Regions from separate parts of the Rattus norvegicus genome. Here region 1 is linked to region 2. A link is a contact called in public Hi-C data. All regions are on one chromosome and are shown on one strand. Each heading gives the region's core, a stretch centred on a gene start, on an enhancer-like site or on the middle of the called end of the contact. The rest is flanking DNA. Distances are from core to core; before and after follow the strand shown.

Region 1 (3,399 bases), core at 64-2,563, 260 kb before region 2:
TTTCTCATAATGAGAGTGGCCTTACAATGGAGGTGATGCAATCTACCATTCAGCTCACAGCACTGTGAGGAGGCAAGAAAAAAACCCCCTCCTGTGGCAGATTTAGATTCTGGGCATTTCTGTTCCCGTCAAGCAGCAGGCTAGATGAGCCCACTATTGAAGAGTAAGACGTGCTGATTTTCTTGCCTGGGTGATTTTGTAAAAATGTCCTGCCTGCTCATTTGCTTATTGTTCCTAATCTCCACCCAGTAGCTCCTTCGAAGGCATCTGCCCCTTACCACTGCACACCCTGGGAGCAAAACTGCTGGCATGAGGTAGAGTTTGGAAATGATTGTCAAGCGGTGCTAATTCAGATGTAACCAGCACAACCCTGGTGGCTGGCTCAACCACGTAGCCGAAGCCTGGTTAGATTTTTAAAGGTTATTATTATTATTATTTTTTAATGTGCAAACTAGAGGTGCTTTCTGAAGAGAGTTGAAAGAGTTCTCGGTGGATTCACTTCTCCTCCACAACTTTCATTCCATCTCAGTGGAAAGTGGTTTGCTATTAAAAGGAGAGATAATCCATTATCACTATGAGTCCTGAACCGCCAGGGGGAAGCCCGCAGCTGGCTGGAAGGAAGGGCTGATAACTTGCATTTAAGGAAAAAAAATCAATTGCCAGTTGGTGTCTTGCCATTATTCAGAAATAAAGCATAAATGTGACCACGACGGGTGGAGGGACCGGGTCCCTGGGAGGCTTTGCAGTGGGATTTGAAGTCTTCCTATTTACCTCTGCATGATTAGTTTGAGCCTTGTTTGGATCCATGGTGACTGAGTTGGTTATTTTTATCAGGTTCTTTGGTGACAGGTGCCCAGGTTACAAGAAACAAATTGGCACTAATTGGACACTCCTGTTGGCATCTTGGCAGGACAGTGAATCAATGTCTTGATCTAGGAAGCTGTGCATTAACAGGAAGGGGAAACCTGCTTCTGGACATGGCCAAGGTGTTGGGCAGTTCCTGTTTATTGGGATTTGCTTGCTTTAAGAATAAAATGGATGCTAATCTTCATTGCTCTTCTAGCATTATGAGAACAAACACGTATCCTTGTTCTAGAGAGAATCCTGTAGTAATAGTATACTTATGAAATCCTTGTCACGCCATTTACCAGGATAATTGATATGGGATATGGCCCAGTGGCACCACAAGGGTGACCACATGCTTTCTCAGTGGGCAGGGTCATTGTAATTTTTTTCACCAGTGTGCTTGACATAGAAGGAGATGCAGAATAAACAATCATGAAGCAAGTACATATTTGTCGAATGATTAAATGAGTCCCCATCCTTGTGAGTGAGTCACCATCCTTTCGACTTGAATCTTCAACATGTAGAGTTAGACCAGATGTTAGCACTCATCTAAGCAAACCACCCTCATTGTTCAGATGAGAAGTACCGGCAGGATGTGACCGAGCCAAGAGCAGAATCCCTATTCTCTCTGTACCCCTTGTTGGCTATCTCAGTGTTTCTTCTCGGAAAGAGATTTCAGAACACAGGATGCTGTGCTAATGAACAGCACAACAGACCATGGAGAGAGAAACCTGGCTTCTATATTGGGAGTCTCTCCTGATTATGTGGCCTCCAGAAAATCACTTAATAATATTGGATTTCTGCTGTGCCTAGTCTATTTAAGGAGACCGACAAGTCGCCAGGCAATTATGATAACGAATGCTACCTTTGGCTAATAGGGGAAGAAAACCTGGAAGAAAAGGACAAAAATACTAGACCATGTGGGGGTAAATTATGTTCTAGTTATAAATAATCAGCATTTGAATGAGAACAGGGCAGGTTCCTAAGAAGGAGCTTGATTTAATAAGTCTTGAGGGCCCCCATGGCTATTTCTGAAGTGATTCACCCAGCATACTCTAACGGTCCACCAGGGGGGAGTAGAGGTCAATTTCTTCCGTACCAGAGGAGGTGGAGTGATTTGTGTTTTGTAATTAAGAGGAGGGAAGGTTGTGGTCAATGCAAATTAGAGGTGGCCTTGTCCTGTGGTGGCTTTTATATTGGTGGATTGTCACTGAGTACCAATGAAACCTGTAGTAATTTTCCAGAAGTAGAAGTCTAGAAAGGAGGAATGATAGTGGGATGGTTCCCTGCTTATAGATAAGTTGTGTATTCCAGTATCCACAGCAAATAACCCAGAAGCACTTAAAATTAAGCAGACTTTTAGGACAGCAAGTAGCCCAACTGAGGAAGCTGGTTTTTCTGGATCCAATTATTCCTGAATATCCATAAAGTGGACAGAAGAACAACAGAAGAAAATATAGTCTAAGCAGTTGATCGGGAAAAAAAATGCAAGCAGGTTCTTTGGGAAGCTTCAAGAGAAGACTCTAGTTTCGTCTACCTGGAACTCTGGAGGAGTACATAATGTTCAAAGATGAATATTTTAATCTGTGCAAGAGAGTAACTCTAATCCTAGCTTGGCAAAGCTGTCTTCCCATTTTAGGATATTAGAAAAGGTCATACAGGATTCTACTAGATTTGGCTAATTACACATACAATGAAGAAGGCTAATGGGTCTCTAGCATCTCATTGCATTCTGGGTAAGAAGCCCATCTTAGCACAATGTCGTGGGCCAATCATTATTGCAGGTTGTGACTATCAAGTAGCTGTGCCATTGAGGAGTGGCTTTGAAGTAACAGAAGACCATTTTGTTGTGTTCAGCGGAAAGAGAGAGGGAGATGATTGCCTGTGTGTGAACCCAGTTACTGCTATTGAGCCAGCACTTACATAAGTGCTTTCATGGGCCAGGCACTGCATCTATATGAACTCACTCAGTTCTAAAAATTGGATTGGATTTTTACATTTAAAAAAATATTTCTATTTTATAGATGAAGAAACTGAGGCACAAAGTGACCAAATAATTTGCCTAAGGCCACACAACATATAAACAGTTCAGATTCCAGCTCGGTTGAGCTCTTGTGCATTGTGGCACTAGTGAACCTGCCATGTAAAACTGCTATAGGAAGATGTAGGCACATGCTACTTTTCAGACAAGAAAAGCAGTTTTCCTAAGGGGCTCAACTACTTCTTCTGGCCTTGGCAATAACCTGGTAGACTATTCATTAAGAGGTAGGGTGTGTTGGCCAAAGAGAGGCAGACACAGTTGCTTTGCAAGAAGAAATACTATGGCGAGGCTCTTGTCCTCGAAGACAGTATGTAGTTATTAGGCATCAGCAACTTGAATTTGAGGACGTAGTCTGCTAGTTATTTATTTTTTATTTTTGGTATCTGTTTATTGAATGACTGAACTCTTAAATTGGAGGCCCTTTCACGTAGGCTAATAGCAAGCAAGAAGAAAGCTATTCAGGGCATGCCTCTGCTTGTCTTACCTGAGTCATGTGATATGAGCCATCTTTA
Region 2 (3,333 bases), core at 49-2,548:
TGGTGTCCCATGAGTCTGACACCCCAACAGCCTAGCACCCTGCATTTCACCTCCCTGAGTGGTGCTCCAACACCCCAGTGGCGAAGCAGACATACAGAACCACAGAGATACACTAAACTTTGTAGTTTCTTAAACTACTGACTTGGTTTCCTATTTCCTGGCTTTTCAATCTTGTGAGTCTTGCTTTCTCTTTTCTGAAAAAATGAGTTGAAAAAATATTTATTGTGCTAAGTGTGCTTTGTGGGCTATAAATACAAGAATAAATGAGAGACATTCTCTGTTCTAACAGAGCATCCATCTAGAAAGACAGATAAGAAAGTTATAAAGCAAGTGTGATCTTGTTGTGAGGATATAGTAATAGAGGAAGCAGTGAATGATATTGATGAGTGTTTATTGTTTTAAACAAGTATCAGGAATGGCATTTCTGAAGGGCTAATGGTTGAGCAAAGAGAGACCTGAACTGAGGGATGAGGACAGTATTTCAGTGATACGATGTCCAACAGGAGGAAAGCAGGGTCAAGAACTTTAGGAAGAAGCATGGACTATAGGGAAGAGTGGCACCAATGGCTTTAGGAGAACAGCAAGAGAAAGATTTGGCATGACCCATAACAGGGAGTAAGGATCACACTGAGTGAGAGCTACTGTCCACTAAGAGTAGAGTCCAGACCACTGTGAGTAAAGACAAATGACTCAAAGACTTTGTACAGAGAATGATTTGGATGTAAGTCAAGTTTTAGTCATGATAGGCTAAGGCCAGTGGGGAAATTTCCATGTGTTGCTCTAGAGAGGATTTGAGGGTTGAGGGTAATGCAGGGCCTGTACCATATAGTTGTGCTTGTCAGAAGTTAGAGAACATCTAAGTTCAAGGAACTGGACAGAACGCTTAAGTGCAAAGAGTTGGGGTAGCAAATTAAGGATTAAGTCCTGGAGCACCCTAATTCTTAGAAGTTTTGACAGTGATGGATGTTTAGTGAAGAACACCAAGTCCATGTTTGCTAGTCCAGGAGATTAACATGCGTGTGTTGGAGTAGTTTTCAAACTCATAGAAAACATCCTCCCAGCTTGGAATAGTCAGACTTTTTATCAATTATTTATAATATAGGTCTATAAAGCCAATAAAGAAAACATCTTTAAGCTACTGATTTAGGAAGGAAGGTGTACTGAGGATGTTGGAATTCTACCACTGGCAGAAAACCCTTCTCAGTCTTAAGACTTTTTGAAAGTCAATTGCAAACTCAAAGGTCAATTGTTTGGCCCACACAGACAGTTTTAGTTTCCTTTCTAAACCTTAGTTCACATTCTTATCATTCTGGAAATTCTTGATTCCACTAAACCATGCTTCACTCTGCATTTCTCATACTTCCGGAGTCCAACAGGAGGAAAAGGTTAAGCATTTTGCTTTGGTAAGCCTGGCAGAGGAGGAAGGGAGTAGGAATTGGGTTAACAAAGGTTATGATCTGCATATGTCTCTTCCTAAAAGCCCTGATCTCCAATGTGATAGTATCAGAGTCCAGGCTTTGAAGAACTCATAGGATCTTGAGACTACAGTCCTTATGATATGATCAATGGTGCTTCCTCAAAAGGTAGAAGTGAGCTTGCTTCTTCTCTCTACCTCACTCTCATCTCCCAACAAACACATAAGGGAACAGAAAGCAGCTTCACCAGGTCAGCTGGCTTCTTGGTCCCAGACTTACCAGTCTCCAGAAGTAGGAGATATTCCTACTATTCAAGCCAACCGCATCTGTCTTACTATAGTAGCTGGAACTGACTACCACAGACAGGAGATGAAGATACAATTTCTGTCTAGCCAGAGGCCTAGCGGCGGCAGCAAATAAGGAAAACATGGTGGGGGGGGGGTGTGTTAAGAGTTCCAAAGGCCCACCTCGCTCTCCTGAGTCTTGCTTTGAAGCCATATTTCATGATGGAAATTGGCCAGTGTGCTGGTGAAGAGCAAACATATTTCATCCAAAGAGTTGAGTGTTTTTGCTTGAAATGAAGGTGCTATCACACTAGCAACGGGGACATAATGACTGTGACAATGAAGTAGAATAAAGCGTTTTCCCTACCTAAAGCACATGCTTTGGATAGCTTCTGACCTTGTTTCTTCATCCCAGGGTGGAGAACACACCTCGCTCTCGGGTCTGGAGTATAGGGAATGGGCCACCTGTGGCTAATTGCGTCTGAACTCACCTGTGCATGTGTTCAAAAGAAAAAAAGAATAAGCCCTAGGAAATTGTTTTTGGTTTCCATCAGGAGTATGTCTTTTCTCGCCTCTAAAAGCGAAGTTTAAGCATCTTTATTATTGTCAGAGACCTGTGCCCTAAGTCCTTTGATTCACATAATTTTCCTGGTTAAATCTTCTCCAAAATGTTCACTTAGCAGATATTTAGTGAACACCTACCAGGAATTGGATACTGAGTTTGGAACTGGCATAGAAGAAAGAAAACAGAGCAGAAAACCACTGCAGGTATAGAACATGCTTTATGCAGACAGAGAGAGAGAGAGAGAGAGAGAGAGAGAGAGAGAGAGAGAGAGAGAGAGAGAATGTAGACAAGAGATTCTCATCATAGCTAGAGTTAATAATGTGATAAAAGTAATCTGACAATCAAGGAAGTCATTTTAGGTTAGCTGATCGGAGGGAGGTGCGCACTCTGAAAGGTTAACATTTGAATTTATGGATGAGACTGAAACATCTGTATTAAGGACTTGGAGAAGAATTCTGATGCAAGGAAGAAATATGCAGGCTCAGAAAGGGAAACAGATTTGTATGGCCATAACAGGGAAAAGCATCTGTGAATCAGAGGGAGGGGAAAGAGAGAGGAAGGGAGAGGGAGAAAAAGGGAGGGAGAAAGAATGACAAAGCATGGATGATGGGAAACCATTTATGACTCAGAAAGATGTTTTCATTTGACTCTAAGGGGAGACACAAAGTCAAATATTTTTCAGTGAAATGGACACTTGATACAGTTTACATTGTCATTGAAATAGTTTTATGTGCAGTGACTGTAGACTTCTAGGCAATTATAAGAAATATCCCATCACCTTCTATATGTCTCAATAATAATATCTTACAAAACCTTAGTACAAAACCACTGTCAGATATTGACACTGGCACAACCCACTGATTTTTTTTTCAGATTCATTCATTTCTACTTGTATCCACGTGTTTGTATTATTCTGTGTGACTTTTAAAGGCAGTTTTTGGTTCACAGAAAATCTGAACAGAAAATTCCTTATATTCTTGCCTCTTCCCTCCAGGCAAACCTTCCCAACCCACTGTCACCATGGTGCACTAGAGTGATACATGTCTGGAACTGACAGAAACTTACGCTA

The links. A called contact is a pair of places that touch in the nucleus more often than the background predicts.
Region 1: a Hi-C map of the A7r5 cell line shows a contact between it and region 2, with 5 times the contacts expected there. The contact joins two enhancer-like sites. A contact is called at or near these places in 4 of 12 Hi-C or Micro-C datasets (the A7r5 cell line, hepatocytes, kidney and 1 more).

Annotation. Positions count from the first base shown.
Region 1 is chr1:233,468,020-233,471,418 of GRCr8, reverse strand. No RefSeq gene overlaps it. Among named protein-coding and RNA genes, the nearest start is that of Smarca2, 150 kb to the left of the region's middle. Within about 2 kb of position 1,313, at least 7 of the 93 cell types and tissues checked have an H3K27ac peak or open chromatin away from gene starts, as enhancers often do. A contact at or near this core is called in the A7r5 cell line, where this site is marked.
Region 2 is chr1:233,203,071-233,206,403 of GRCr8, reverse strand. No RefSeq gene overlaps it. Among named protein-coding and RNA genes, the nearest start is that of Trnap-agg60, 390 kb to the right of the region's middle. Within about 2 kb of position 1,298, at least 3 of the 93 cell types and tissues checked have an H3K27ac peak or open chromatin away from gene starts, as enhancers often do. A contact at or near this core is called in the A7r5 cell line, where this site is marked.